Regions from separate parts of the Sus scrofa genome. Here region 2 is linked to region 1. Evidence: chromatin contacts called from public HiChIP or PLAC-seq data. All regions are on one chromosome and are shown on one strand. The core of a region is the stretch at or near the end of the contact, and the rest is flanking DNA. Distances in the headings are between cores, read along the strand shown. Region 1 has its middle 49 kb from the start of GSG1. Region 2 holds the start of GSG1 (germ cell-specific gene 1 protein).

Region 1 (7,480 bases), core at 938-3,437:
GCGGGTTCGATCCCTGCCCTTGCTCAGTGAGTTAACGATCTGGCGTTGCCGTGAGCTGTGGTGTAGGTTGCAGATGCGGCTCGGATCCTGTGTTGCTGTGGCTCTGGCATAGGCTAGCAGCTGTAGCTCCGATTCGACCCCTAGCCTGGGAACCTCCATATGCCGCGGGAGCGGCCCAAGAAATGGCAAAAAGAAAAAAAAAAAAAAGAAAACCTTCAGAATATCATGGAATAAAGCAGGCTTGCTTAACTATAAACCAGTAAACAAAAAGCATGAGATATGCCTCAGGTGATTAAGTGAAAGAAAACGAGGCCTGCATTCAAGTTCAGCCAAGATCATGATCCTTAGGACAGGAATTTAAGAGAAAGATGGCATTTCAAAGCAGGAGACCCTCATTATATGGAAACCTGAAATGATTCAACATATTTTAGCAAATGTTACCACCTTTCTGCTGATTTGAATATGCACCATCACAGTCCTAGTTTGACCTCATAGGGTCAAATACTCTCTTACCGGAAATGAAGGAGGAGCTAGTGATGTGAGCCTGAAGAACCAGGAAGAAGGTGGTCTTTTCTCCCTCCCCACTTTCCTCGAATTATAAAAATGTAGCCCACCTAATCCTTAGGGCAGAGCCGCCTCACCTGCCTGCTTGTATCTCTTACAAACATCCTACCTTAATAAGTCTATTTCTTGCCTATCACTTTGTCTCTTGCTGAATTCCTTCCATGCTGAGACACAAAGAACCTGAGCCTCAGTAAGTCCAGACATCGGGTGAGTGATTCTAATTAAAAAACTGTGGGTTCATGTTCCGATCTGGGATTAAGCTAGGTTCAAATCAGAGGTGTTTCGATTTCAGCTGCTAGTTACCTACTGCAGTATCTATTCTCACCTTGTCAACTAGAGAAATAACAACATTTCTCAGGCTCCTCCAAGTTCTGACCAATGTGTTATAAGCAGAAGTGATATGTGGCAGCTTCTAGGAAATCTCTCCGTAGGACAGTTGTCGGGTGCCATTCCCCACCTCCCCTTCTTAGTTGTCCCTTTCTTCTTTCTGCTTTTGGGAGTGTGGATGTGATAGCTGGAGCTTGAGCAGCCACCCAGGGCCATGAGATGGAAGTCACATGCAAAGGATAACAGAAGATTAAGACCAAAGTCTGAGTCCTAACACTGTGCATGCTTGTACAACCTTAGAGAGCTGACCCCTAGATTTCTTATATTTGGAAGGAAAATAAATTTCTATTTTATTGAAAACACTTTTATTTAGGTTTCTTTGTTATATTGACCTGATCTAATTCTAATTGATAAAGCCTCCCTCCAGGCTTTAACCAAAACACCTAAGTTATCATGACTGAATTCTAGTGCAGAAATTCCATTGTGATTTCCTTAATGTCTCCAGAGATTTTTTTTTTTTTTTTTTTTTTTTTTTTTGGCCATGCTCAAGTCATACAGAAGTTCCCAGGACAGGGATCTAACCACAGCAGTGACAATGCCAGGTTCTTGACCTGCCAAGTCACCAGGGAACCCCTGAGATTATTATTATTATTATTATTATTATTATTATTATTATTTATTTATTTATTTATTTATTTTGCTTTTTAGGGCTGCTCTTGAGGCATATGGAAGCTCCCAGGTTAGGGGTCAAATTGGAGCTGCAGCTGCCGGCCACAGCCACAGCCACAGCAATGCCAAATCCTTAACCCACTGAGCAAGGCCAGGGAACAAAACTGGATCCTCATGGAGCCTAGTTGGGTTCTTTAACCTCTGAGCCAAGAAGGGAACTCCCTCCAGAGATTCTTAATATGAAACTCACTTCCCTTTCCCTTTCGTTCCATGGTCTCAGAAGATGCTCTTCTCACGGTCTGAATGACAAAGAGGAAAGTGGGGTACCATCTAGGTTCCCATCCAGATCAGACTCTGATCCATTCCCTGAGAGCAGCTGAGCCACAGCCTAACTATGAAATAGGCATGTGAAACCAAGTCACCTACATTTAGGGCTATGAGTGAGCTGAGTAGTGATTCAAAGTCTCCAGATGACCTGGTGATCCCTTAGATGAAAAGAGCCTTAGGAAATAGAAACGCATCCTTTTCAGCTAAAAAACAGAACTCTGTGAGTCATCACTGACGCAGCGGGACCCGGGCACTGAATGGTCTCTCTGGCCATTTCAGGAAGTAGTTAACAGTGGAGGGAAGTGGCCGGTGATGTAAAGGGCGGATAGAGGTGGTGGGCTGCTGCGGAGTGAACACAATGTCCTGACTGCTCTTTCTTGCAGCTCTGCCAGCCATGAGGTGTGTCTTGGTCCCTTCGTAATTTCGCCCTAAGGAACTTCTTTCCCCATCATCTCCACCTTCTCCACTACCATCCTTCCTGCCCTAAACACACACTTGAGATCATTCCCTGAAGAAACTCTGCTCTCCCATAGCTTCAGGCTATCCTCTGTGATCGGAATGTTTTTAACCTCCACTAGTTTGAATGACACCTCCTCAAGGAAGCCTTCCTGGATTTCCTAGGGCAAAGTCAGAACATTGTTCCTCTGTGCTCTCAGAGCCCTCTGTACATTCACACAAATTTCCATCTTAGGGACAATGAAGGACTGTCTCATATGCACATTTAACTTGGCTGCTTTTAGCTGCACATGTTCAGTAAACAGAAAGAGGAAAAAGAAGAGAAAACAAAGGACATCTTTTTATTCCCGCCTCCTGCAAAATATCTCTTAGATTCATAAAATAAAAAAAGGAAGTTCTAGGCGTTCCCATCATGGCTCAGTGGTTAACGAACCCAATTAGTATCCATGAGGATGCGGGTTCGATCCCTGGCCTCTCTCAGCGGGTTAAGGACCTAGCGTTGCTGTGAGCTGTGGTGTAGGTGACAGACGTGGCTTGGATCCTGAGCTATTGTGGTGTAGACCCGCAGCTGCAGCTCTGACTGGACCCTAAGCCTGGGAACCTCCAAATGCCTTGGGTGTGGCCTAAAAAGACAAAAGAAAAAAAGGGAAGTTCTAGCTGAAATGCAAAGAAAAATGAAGGAAGTTTTTTAGCGTTGATTTCAGGGATTTTTGTGGGGGCGATTTTCTCTTTGTCATTTCACTTTATATGCTGACTCTGGGCTAAATCTCTGCACAAGATGTGACTCTTCCACACAGCATCATGTGGTAGCATCTCTGACTGTCCCCAGACAGACCACTCCGGGCTGTGAGCTTCTGAAGGGTGGCAACTTCTGTTATTCCTTTTAAGGTCTCCTGGGCTTAGCAGTGTCTCGTAGACAGTTGTGCTCAATAAATGCTTGTTGAGGAGTTCCCAGTGTGTCTCAGTGGTTAACGAATCTGACTAGGAACCATGAGGTTATGGGTTCGATCCCTGGCCTTGCTCAGTGGGTTAAGGATCCGGCGTTGCCGTGAGCTGTGGTGTAGGTCACAGACTCCACTCGGATCCCATGTTTCTGTGGCTCTGGCTTAGGCATGTGGCTACAGCTCCAATTAGACCCCTAGCCTGGGAACCTCCATATGCCGCAGGAGCGGCTCTAGAAAAAGCAAAAAGACAAAAAAAAAAAAAAAAAAAAAAGTTTGTTGAAAGAAAAATTGAAGGATTCCAGCATTTCCCACTGGCTACACCATAGTTAGGATCTAAGAGAAACCCTTTCACCCCATTAGCTCTCCATCACCCTTTCCAAACTGTCATCCAGTCCCTTCTTTGAATACATCTGAACATGAGCTATTCACCTTCCAAAGCACCACACGTCCCTGCTTTATTAGCCAATGTCTGACAAGGTCCAGTTGTCAGGAAAGGAGGACCAGTGTCCAGGGTGCTGATCATGGCACCACGAGCGATGGGAGTTTCATTACCTGAATCCTGCTGCTGCCGCCACCGCCAGTGGAATTCACTCCAGGGGTCAGAAGCCTCACCTTACAGAGCTCACATCCCTGGCTTTCAGCTTTCAGGGTTGGAGGAGTTGAGGATCCATTCCTTCCTCAACTGTGATCTGAAATCTGCCTTTAACATCTCAGTTATCTAGAGACCAGCCTTTGAGTATCCTCAGAATGGCTATGATCCTGGAAGTAACAAGATTTTTGGGTGGATAAATCAACTCTTGATCACCCATCATAAGAGATCAAAGAGAGACCAGGGCCTGAAGGTGACCTGACACCTGCTTGGCTGAACCAAGAAGAAAATGAGCTCCAGTTGCTGAGGGTTCCAAGGACACTGTGTCTTTGGCGAGGAGCGAATAAAGCTGTCTTGACGTGGGTTGGGGGAGTTCCCGTTGTGGCTCAATGGATTAAGATTCCTACTAGTATCCATGAGGATGCAGGTTCTATTCCCGGCCTCGCTCAGTGAGTTAAAAGTTCTGACATTGCCATGAGCTGTAGGGTAGGTCACAGATACAGCTCGCATCCTGCATGGCTGTGGTTGTGGTGTGGCAGAAACTGGAGCTCCCATTCCGCCCCTAGCCTGGGAACTTCCATGTGCACCCTAAAAAAGCAAAACAAACAAACAAAAAAACCAAAAACAAACAAAACCTAGTGGGTTTGTTGGTTTGTTTTTCCATTTCTTTCTCTTCTCTATGTCCTTTTACAAGGGATTGAAAATCCTTACTTTGTGTTCATCCATTAATTCAAGAAATAACTGAACACCTGCCCTGTGTGAGGCAAGATGCCAGTCACTTAGGTTCTTTAAAGAAAGAGCTCACCATCTCACAGGGAGACAAGTAAAGATTATCCCAGACAGTATGGTGGAGAGCTAGAATAATCCTCGGTAAAACAGAAGCACATAAGAGTGGCATTTACCCTGTACTGAAAGAGAAAATAACAATGACAATGCCAAAAATAATAACAAAAGCATTGTCTGTGTTTACTGTGTCAGATGCTAGTTTATGCATTTCATGTGTATTAACTTCTTCAGCCCTTGCAACAACATTATGAGGTAAGGAAGCTTATTATTTATTTATTTTACTTTTTAGGGCCACACCCATGGCTATGGAAATTCCTGGGCTAGGGGGCAAATTGGAGCTGCAGCTACCGGCCTGCACCAGAGCCACAGCAACGCAGGATCCGAGCCATGTCTGTGACCTACACCAATTGGTGGCAGTGCCGATTGCTAACAAGCAATGCCATGCAGTTTCTGTTGCATCCAGAGCATCCCACCATTGGGAGGAGAAGGGCAGCTCACGGCAATGCCAGATCCTTAACCCACTGAGCGAGGCCAGGGATCGAACCCGCAACCTCATGGTTCCTAGTTAGATTCGTTAACCACTGAGCCCCGAAGGGAACTCTCTAGGAAAGCTTATTATTATCACCATTTTCAAAAAAATAAAAAGAGAGAGAGAAGAGAAACTAAGCCCCAGAGAGGGTGTGTGACTTCTACAGGATCATGCAGCAAGTAAATGGCAAAGCTGGGAATGGAACAGTCGGTCTGACTTTAGAGCCTGGCTCCTGTCAGCGCCCCTACCCTGCCCTTTAGAGAGGAGGGGAAGGTCATCCTTGGGAGGTGACTCCAGTCTAGGACATGGAGGACAGGAGGACAAGGGCACAGGCAAACGCAATGGAAGGTATTGAGAAGTAGTGAGTGGTGAGTCTGGGGAGGTAACCAAGGAGCAGATGAGCAAGGGCTTAGCAATCTGGCCCTTAACCTGAAAAAGAAGAATAATCACTGAAGGGTCTAATCTGCATTGTGGAAAGGTCCCTCTGGCTACCATGGAGATGACAGATTACTTGGGTTCAAACTGGAGGCAAAAAGACCAGAGAGAATAGGGTTGTTAGAATAACCCAAGAGCGAACAGCCACCTGAGCTAAAGTGGCAACATGAGGACAGGAAGCAGATACTAAGGCTGATGACGACAGGACTCGATGATGGAGATGAGCAGACGAGGGAGAAGTCATCCAGGGGGCACCTGGATTTCTGGCTTGAGTGATGGGTTGGTGGCGGTGCCAATCTCTGACAAGCAATGCCACGCAGTTTCTGTTGCATCCAGAGCATCCCACCATTGGGAGGAGAAGGGCAGCAGAGGCAACCTCCTTCACCCTCCCCTACCCAATCCCCTGCCATCAGGGAAGGGTCAGGCGCATTGGGAGATTCCTGCAGGATCCGCAAGGGTCGGGAAGGCAAAGTGGTCACCTCAAAGAAGATAGGGTGGATATTATAACAGCAGAGGAAAGACCTATTTACAGACTGCAGCGCTCATCCAAAGTCCAGGTGGTGGAGGGCCATACGACGCCTTAGAAGCCTTACCACTGCCTATTTTGAGAGTACCTTTGCCTAATTACAAGAAACCATGGGCTGGGTGATGGTTCTCCATAGCTGTCAGCCTAAAAAAATTATATACTATACACAGGTACCAGGTACTAGCTAGATCCTTTGAGTTCAAGGTTTAAAAAATAAAATAAAATAAAACAAAGCGAAATAAAAGAACCTCTGTCCACCCACTGGGAGGAGCTGACTCCTGGAAAAAAATTGTATTGCTTATTCGTTGTATTGATCATAGAGCACAAACCAAAGACTCTGCCAAAGAACCTGAATGGAACAAGAAAGTGACAAAGATTAATCGGGTAAATTTTCTTACAAGAAAACATTGGTGTTAGTTGATGGCAATCCAGAAGAAAAGATCAGGAGATCAGGGGAGCAGCTTAGGAAACGGTAAAGGTGAGTTCAGGTGGAGACTCGATGGAGGAGTTCCTGTTGTGGCTCAGTGGGTTAAGAACCCACCATAGTATCCGAGAGGATGCAGGTTCAATCCCTAGCCTCGCTCAGTGGGTTAAGGATCTGGCAGTGCCGTGGCTGAGGCGTAGGCCAGCAGCTGCCACTCTGATCCAACCTCTAGCCTGGGAACTTCTATGTCACAAGTACGGCCATAAAAGAAAAAACAAAAACGGGAGTTCCCATTGTGACTCATCAATAATGAACCTGACTAGTATCCATGAGGACAAGGTTCTGTCCTGGCCTGCTCAGTGGGTTAAAGGATCCAGCATTGTTGTGAGCTGTAGTGTAGGTTGCAGACACGGCTCGGATCTGGCATTGATATGGCTGTGTCATAGGCCAGCAGCTGTGGCTCTGATTTGGTTTTTGTTTGTTTTTTGCCTTTTCTAGGGCTGCACCTGCAGCATGTGGAGGTTCCCAGGCTAGGGGTCGAATCGGAGCTGTAGCCACCGGCCTACACCAGGGCCACAGCAACATGGGATCTGAGCTGCGTCTGTAACCTACACCACAGCTCAGGGCAACGCCGGATCCTTAACCCACTGAGGAAGGCCAGGGATCGAACCCGAAACCTCATGGTTCCCAGTCGGATTTGTTAACCACTGAGCCACGACAGGAACTCCTGTGGCTCTAATTTGACCCTTAGCCTGAGAACTTCCATAAGCCTCAGGTGCAGCCCTAAAAAGACAAAAGAAAAAAAAAAATGGAAAAGGAGAGAAACCATCAGCAATAAGAAGCACAGTGTGGGAGTTCCCATCTTGGCACAGTGGAAATGAATCCATGAGGTTGTGGTTTGATC
Region 2 (7,284 bases), core at 1,505-4,004, 50 kb after region 1:
GCCTTGCTCAGTGGGTTAAGGATCTGGTGTTGCTGTGAGCTGTGGTGTAGGTTGCAGACTCGGCTTGGATCCAACGTTGCTGTGGCTCTGGTGTAGGCTGGCAGCTACAGCTCCGATTAGACCCCTAGCCTGGGAACCTCCATATGCCATGGGTGCAACAGTGAAAAGACTAAATAAATAAATAAATAAAAATGTCTTTGCCCCCAGTGATTACAGATATCTTCCTAGTCAGATACTGCATGTCTACCCATAGCTAAGTTTATTTCTGGACTTTCTCTTCTATTTCACTGGTCTGTCTAGCCATGCACCAGTCAGTACCACATTATTTTATAATAGAGGCTTGGTAGCATGCTTCATATCTGTTAGGACTGACTAGTCCCCCTCAGAGTTCTTTCTTTCCAGTGTTTTCCTAGCTAGTCTTGTGCATTTGTTTTTCCATAGGAACTTTATTTTATTGGACTATAGTTGACTTAAAATGTTGTGTTAGTGTCAGGTGTTCAGCAGAGTAAATCAGTTATACCTATAAATACATCCATTCTTTTTTTCCCATACAGGTTATTGCAAAGTATTGCGACACCGAGATTTTAACATCAACCTATCTTGCTCTTTTTTATTTATTTTTTCTTTTTTGGCTGCCCCGAGCCATATGGACTTCCCAAGCCAGGCATCAGATTTGAGCTGCAGTTTCGACCTATGCCACAGTAGCAACATGGGATCCTTTAGCCCATTGTGCTGGCCAGGCATCAAACCTGTGTCCTGGAGCTGCACAGACTCCACCAATCCTGTTGCACCACAGACCACAGTGGGAACTCCTATCTTGCTCTTTTTCAATGCTCTTTTACATTTCTATTGGGGTTCCGTTAAATTTATAAATTAACTTAGGGAGAACTGACATCATTTTTTTTTTTTTAAATGGCCTCACCTGCGGCGTATGGAAATTTCTGGATCAGGGATCAAATCTGTAAACTAACCACCACAGCTGCAGCAATGCTGGATCCTCAACCCATCGTGCCAGTCTGGGGCTCAAACCCGTGCCACTGCAGTAGGATTCTTTTTTTTTTTTTTTTTTTTTTTCAGTAGGATTCTTAACCCACTGTGCCACAGCAGGAACTCCAGAACTGCCATCTTGATCAACTTGAGATGTGCCAAGAACTAGGCATGTTATTCGTTTTGTTCATTACTGATATGTTTAGATCTGCTATTCTCTCTTGAAGATTTACTTAGGTATCTTAGCTCATTAAATAAAATAATAGTATTTATTGAGCAGCTATTACACCCTCAGCACTACATGAAGCATAATAGAAATAAAGAGGTAGGTTCTGTCCTCCAGAAGCTCAGAATTTCCTGAGAGTGAAAGGCTAGCACATCTGAAGCAAAGCAAGCTGTGCAAAAGCCCCTGGAAAGAAGCTCCCCAGCAGTGCAGCAGGACCATCCCTGCTATGTGAGCTCAGAGGGAAGGGAGAGACATGAGGGCTAAAATTTGGGCTGAAACAAGGCTGAAATCATGCCCTGAAGGTCGTGTAGGATTTAGGTGGGATGACAAGAGCAAGGAGTTCCAGCACGGAGGTGAACTGAGCGTGACGCCTCACAGGGCAGAAGGCACCCAGCCAGACCCTTGGCTGGAAAACTCTCTTCAAGCTTCAGAGTTACATCTGTGTTAACAGCCCCCAAATCCTCATCACGTACTTATTAAAATAATATTAGTGAGGCGTTCCCGTGGTGGTGCAGTGGTTAACGAATCTGACTAGAAACCATGAGGTTGCAGGTTCGATCCCTGGCCTTGCTCCGTGGGTTAAGGATCCGGCATTGCCATGAGCTGTGGTGTAGGTCACAGACTCGGCTTGGATCCCAAGTTGCTGTGGCTCTGGTGTAGGCTGGCAGCTACAGCTCCAATTCAACCCCTGGCCTGGGAACTCTATGTACTGCGGAGCGCCTCTAGAAAAGGCAAAAAGACAAAAATAATAATATTAGTGAACATCTAATGTTTCCAGATACTAGTCCTTTTAGAGTGGTAATTTCTGTACATCACTACCTTTTCTGGGCATGTCTAGAGGTGAGTTGTCCAGAGCCACAAGCAGCTACCCAGGCACTGGATTTCTAATTTTATTTCATTTTAATTTAAATTTTAAATGAGGAGTTCCCATCGTGGCACAGTGTAAACCAATCCAACTAGGAACCATGAGGTTGTAGGTTCGATCCCTGGCCTCACTCAGTGAGGTAAGGATCCGGTGTTGCCATGAGCTGTGGTGTAGGTCGCAGACACAGCTCGGATCCTGCGTTGCTGTGGCTCTGGCGTAGGCTGGTGGCTACAGCTCCAATTCGACCTCTAGCCTGGGAATCTCCACATGCCGAGGGAAGCGGCCCTAGAAAAGGCAAAAAGACAAAAAAATAAATAAATAAATTTTAAATGAGATCAACAAGGTCCTACTGCATAGCACAGGGAAATATATTCACTATCCTGTGATAAATCATGATGAAAAAGAATGTATGTATAGGAGTTCCCGTCATGGCACAGCGGAAACGAATCCGTCTAGGAACCATGAGGTTTTGGGTTCGATCCCTGGCCTCCCTCAGTGGGTTATGCCTCTGGCATTGCCATGAGCTGCGGTGTAGGTCACAGACGCAGCTCGGATCCTGCATTGCTGGAGCTGTGGTGTAGACTGGCAGCTGTAGCTCCGATTGGACCCCTAGCCTGGGAACCTCCATATGCCGTGGGTGTGGCCCTAAAAAAGGAAAGAAAAAAAAAACTATATGTATAACTGAACCATTTTGCTGTACAGCAGAAAATAACACAACATTGTAAACTAACTATACTTCAATACAATTTTTAAAAAGAAAAAGAAAAGCAGTGTAAATGATTGTTCCCCTGAATCCACCTTTATGGTTTGGGAGAGGACTGCATTTTACTTTCACTATAGGAATGCATTTCATTGCTGTCTTGCAGTATTTGGGTCCTTGGTCAGTACCACATGGGAGCCATCCCTGACATTCAGAGTTTGACCATTTACTAGACGCCCGAGTGACTCTGATGCTGATCTGGGTGACAAAGAAGACATCCTGGCCTCCAGTAACCCCAGTGTGGCCCCCCCATCCTAGTGGCAGGGGGTGGGGGCAGACGGAGCTGCAGGGAGAGACCCCCTGCCTCCCACTATGATGTCACAGAGGCAGCCTTCCGTGTCAGCCAGCCCCACCTACACAGGTGTCCTAGCCACAGGACATCCTCTCCAGCCCACCTCACACCACCTGAACCCTCTGCTGGCAAGAGGGGCCCTGATTCATCTTCACACCAGATACTCATCCCACGCAACTGATTAAGACAGAGCAGTGAGACACTGAAACCTCCTTGCCTCAGGATTTCGAACGTGAATGAGCAGTTCCTCTCAGCTGACTCAAAATGTTCGTCTCACCCCGAAGGTAGGTACCTTGATTTCTGCAATCTCATGTGTAGTAGCCTTAATGCTAGATTTGTAATACCTGTTATACAAATCCATCAATTTATTTCTCATACACAAGGGAAGGAGCTTGAGAACACGCTGTAGGATTATCTGGAAAATGGAATAAAAATTTGTTACTCAAGCCCAGATTTTATTGATAAACCTGGTGATATCCCTACCTTGATCTCTTGTGTTGTTTTGTTTTTTATCATCTTCCATGGAAACTTGCAATTCTTTCTCCTTTGCCTCTTCATCTGTCTTTCCTTCTCTGTTCCCAGGGCAGTTTAGAGTTCTCTAGCTCTTCTTTTTGATTCACCAGTTGAATGATTCACGTTACAAAATCTGGTCCCTGGGAGAAGGCCCCATGGTGACAGCAATAATGAGAATTTGTATCATTCTAGTGAACTGAAAGAGAGTAGCAAGGCTGCCCCTACTGAAAACCAGCTCCCATCTGAAATCTGCTGAAACTAAGGACAACAGCATGGCCTTAATTCTTCCTGGTCTCAGAGACTCCAGAAGAATCTGCAGAGGTCCTTCCAGACCCAGTTAGACCCTCGCAGCCTGCAAAGACATTTTGGCTTGTTTTGGGCAGAACCCATCTCTGGAAGTGACTTGCCTTCCATTTTGAGAAACTTAGGAGCTACCAACTTTCAGCTCACAAGGTTACTAAAAAAAGGCAAATGTCATTCCTTCTCCTTTATCTTGCCTTTCTAAAGAGAGAAACAAAACAAAACAAAAACAACAACAAAAAAAATCGAAGCTTTACAAATAACCAGAGAGATCACACACACAGAGCAATCAGTTGTGCTGCTCATGGGCTGGAAGTCAGGGCTCTCAGACGAAAGGGTAGGATGGATTTCAAGAAAGGGACACTTCTGGAGCCTCAGAGAAGAACTAGTGATTCTGAAGAGCTACCAGAATATGGGCACAGCCAGCCTTCCTAGTTCGGAACTGCCCAAAGGGAACAGATCATAACTAGGAGATCCTTTGGAAAAGGATAAGGCCATGACAGAAAAAATAGCCATAGTTACAAAAAAAGTATTGGTTTATGAAGAGCGATTCAGAGGAAATAAGGGAGAGTCTGTTTATTAGTATATACCCGTGAAGTTTAAAGTATGCAATCCATGGCCCTCATTCTGTGCGAGTTCCCTAATTGGGCCTCAATCTGTGGCCATGGTGAAGGTGGCTGTGCCTTTCCTTTACTGAAGGGCGGCCAGGCAGTGACTCAGGAGGCTTCCAATACTGATTCTACCTTTACGAGCGTTGTGGCCTTGAGCAAGTCCAACTCTGGGGATCTGATTGCTTGTGAGGATTAAATGTCTGTGGAGAGACTGGCAAGCCGTCTGGGACAAGGACAGGTTCCTTGCCCTTCCTTTCCACGTTCACTCCACCGCTTTTGATCTTCACAGCGCAACCGTGAAGGGCAGCTCTTCCTAATTCGCCTCCGAGAAAACAGACGCCCTGAGAGGTTAGGGAACTTCGCCAAAATCTTTCGTCCCCTCTTGTGGGTGGGGCAGTGACTAGAACTCAGATCTGCTGCCCGTTCGTGGCCCCGAAATGTCGCCTCTTAGACCGATGGAATGTGGCAAAGGCATTGCCTCCCTTTAGAACAGAAGCCCAGCCTTACATTTAGGGGAGGGGCAGGGGGCGGGGATCAGCACCCCGCTCCTCCCGACCCTCGGCCCAGCAGCCTGGGGTAAGGAACCAAAGGAATGGACTGGGTCTCTGCTCTCCCTCCGCCGCCCCCCTCCCCCGGAGGGCCCCCCCGCCTTCCCCTGCCTTCACCAGGAGGCCATTCAGTCCTAGAAGGAGAAGTAGAGGGGCTCCGGCACCGCGCCCCACCAGCTCCGGACATCCCGGCGCTAGGCCGCTGGGCGGGGCCTCGAGGAACAATTCAAAACACACACCCGCGCGTCGCCATGGCAACGCGCGCCCGCTGCTAGGCGACCAGGCCCCGTAGTAAACCGAGGGCGGGGGTGTTACTCAAGGAGGGAGGGGACCTCGGGGTGGCGCCAGGGACTCGCCCGCCCTGGGGCACCGCGACTGCCGCCGGTTAGGGAAGAGCGCAGGAAATGAAGGGACGAGGGGGCGCACCCGGGATGGAAACCGGGTGGCCAGTTCTTCCCGCCCTCGGCCGCGCCCTAAGCACCCCTCGAGAGGCCTCTCCGGTTCGACTCCCGCCCCGCCCCGTGGGCACCCCGAGACCTCCTCCCCCGCCTCCCCCGCCTCTTCTCCCCCCCCCACCCCAGGCAGCGGGCCCCAAGGGCTCCGTCACCCCCGCGTGAGCGATTGCCCCACAGGATGTGCAGATGTGGCTGCCCCTCTGATTCATTCCAGCTGCTTGGGGTATGGAAGAAAGGCGGCTTCCTCTCCTGGAAATGACTGCATTAGCAAAAGCCCTCAAACAATTCCATTAAAAAACGGAAAGGGAAAAGCCACAGAGAGGAGAGGCCCCCCAAAGCTTTACTTTGGGTCTTCTCTCTGCCCTTCTAAGTAGGTGTTCCCAGAACTGGAGACCTGTGTTAGGAAGACAGGAGTTATTTTTATTCTGTGAGCATCTGGGGTCGGGTGGACATAAAACATGGTTACATTTGAAATGAACCTGAAGCTGGGAAATCCCAGTGCTCGGTGTCCTATAGTGGTGTGCATATTTTGGACACTGGGCATGGGCATTTCAATGGCATTAGTCTTCCCTTTAGGGCTGGGAGGCGGTTGTCAAAATGTCCTGTGTGAACCTTCCTCATCCTGGTTAGTAAATGAGTCAAATGTGAGGCATTGAAATAAAAGTTGTAATTAGAGCTGTAAGATAGCTCATCTGAAAGGGCTCCTGTTGGTGGGGAATCACGGAGCTTGGAAAAGGACATAACATTTTTAATCTGTCACTGGCTTGTGAGCAATCTGATTGTACCCTGGTCTCTGTGAACTGAAGATAACACTTGGTGAGATCATTGCTGTTTTCTGGGCTTTGCTCATCAAACAGCAGAAATGTTTCCACAGGTGGGAGGAAATGTATTGGCAGAGGATCTATTTGATGAGACTCTGGGTGCATCTGTCCAAAGGCATAGGGTGTGTCTGGGGACCGGGGGACCCTTTTTATCAGCTTGTCCCTGCTCTTCCATATGTGAATCAGGAGGATTCCATCTCCTTTACAATAGAAGGCTGTTTGGGCAGTTTTCTTCATTCTCATCTTCACCCCTAGGTGTATTTGCTAGTCTGGTTTCCCTACTTCATTCATTTCATTCATTCATCCCTGATTTTTGGACAGGGTGAAGCTCTGAGGATCAGCAATAATGAAACATAATAGTTCCCTTCATGGCTCAGTGGCTAACGAACCCGACTAGGATCCATGAGGATGTGGGTTCAATCCCTGACCTTGCTCAGTGGGTTAAGGATCCGGCATTGCCGTGAGCTGTGGTGTAGGTTGCAGATGTGGCTCAGATCCCGCATTGCTGTGGCCGTGATGTAGGCCAGCAGCTGTAGCTTGGATTTGACCCCTAGCCTGGGAATGTCCATATGCCGCAGGTACAGCCCTAAGAAGCCAAAGAGAGAGAGGAAGGAAGGAAGGAAAGAAAGAAAGAAAGAAAAGAAAGGGAAGGAAGGAAGGAAGGAAGAAAAAGAGAAAGAAACATAGTTGCTACTCTATCCAGAAACTTAGTCAATCAGGTAAACCATGGGATTAATTTAGAGGCAAGAATCCAGAACAGCAACCATGTAGATCAGAGCCAGTGACAACTGAAGTAGTTACACTCCACTCCAGCCTTTTGTCTACTGGGTTACAGAGGGGCATTAGTTCAAGGGCCCTGGCTCTGAACTCTGACTCCTGGGAGAAGAACAGAGATACTACCACTCC

The links. HiChIP or PLAC-seq counts read pairs in DNA pulled down with a chosen protein or histone mark.
Region 2: an H3K27ac HiChIP or PLAC-seq map of alveolar macrophages shows a contact between it and region 1. The contact joins the promoter of GSG1 here to the enhancer-like site in region 1. A contact is called at or near these places in 7 of 47 Hi-C or Micro-C datasets (embryonic fibroblasts, heart right ventricle, omental adipose tissue and 3 more) and 2 of 2 datasets of contacts at active chromatin or transcription factors (alveolar macrophages and skeletal muscle).

The regions. Positions count from the first base shown.
Region 1 is chr5:59,338,479-59,345,958 of Sscrofa11.1, forward strand. No RefSeq gene overlaps it. Among named protein-coding and RNA genes, the nearest start is that of GSG1, 49 kb to the right of the region's middle. Within about 2 kb of position 2,188, at least 8 of the 83 cell types and tissues checked have an H3K27ac peak or open chromatin away from gene starts, as enhancers often do. A contact at or near this core is called in alveolar macrophages and retroperitoneal adipose tissue, where this site is marked.
Region 2 is chr5:59,388,315-59,395,598 of Sscrofa11.1, forward strand. It overlaps GSG1 (germ cell-specific gene 1 protein), which reads left to right and starts at 2,755. Exons shown (of 6, transcript XM_013997823.2): 1 at 2,755-3,414. The coding sequence starts at 3,367.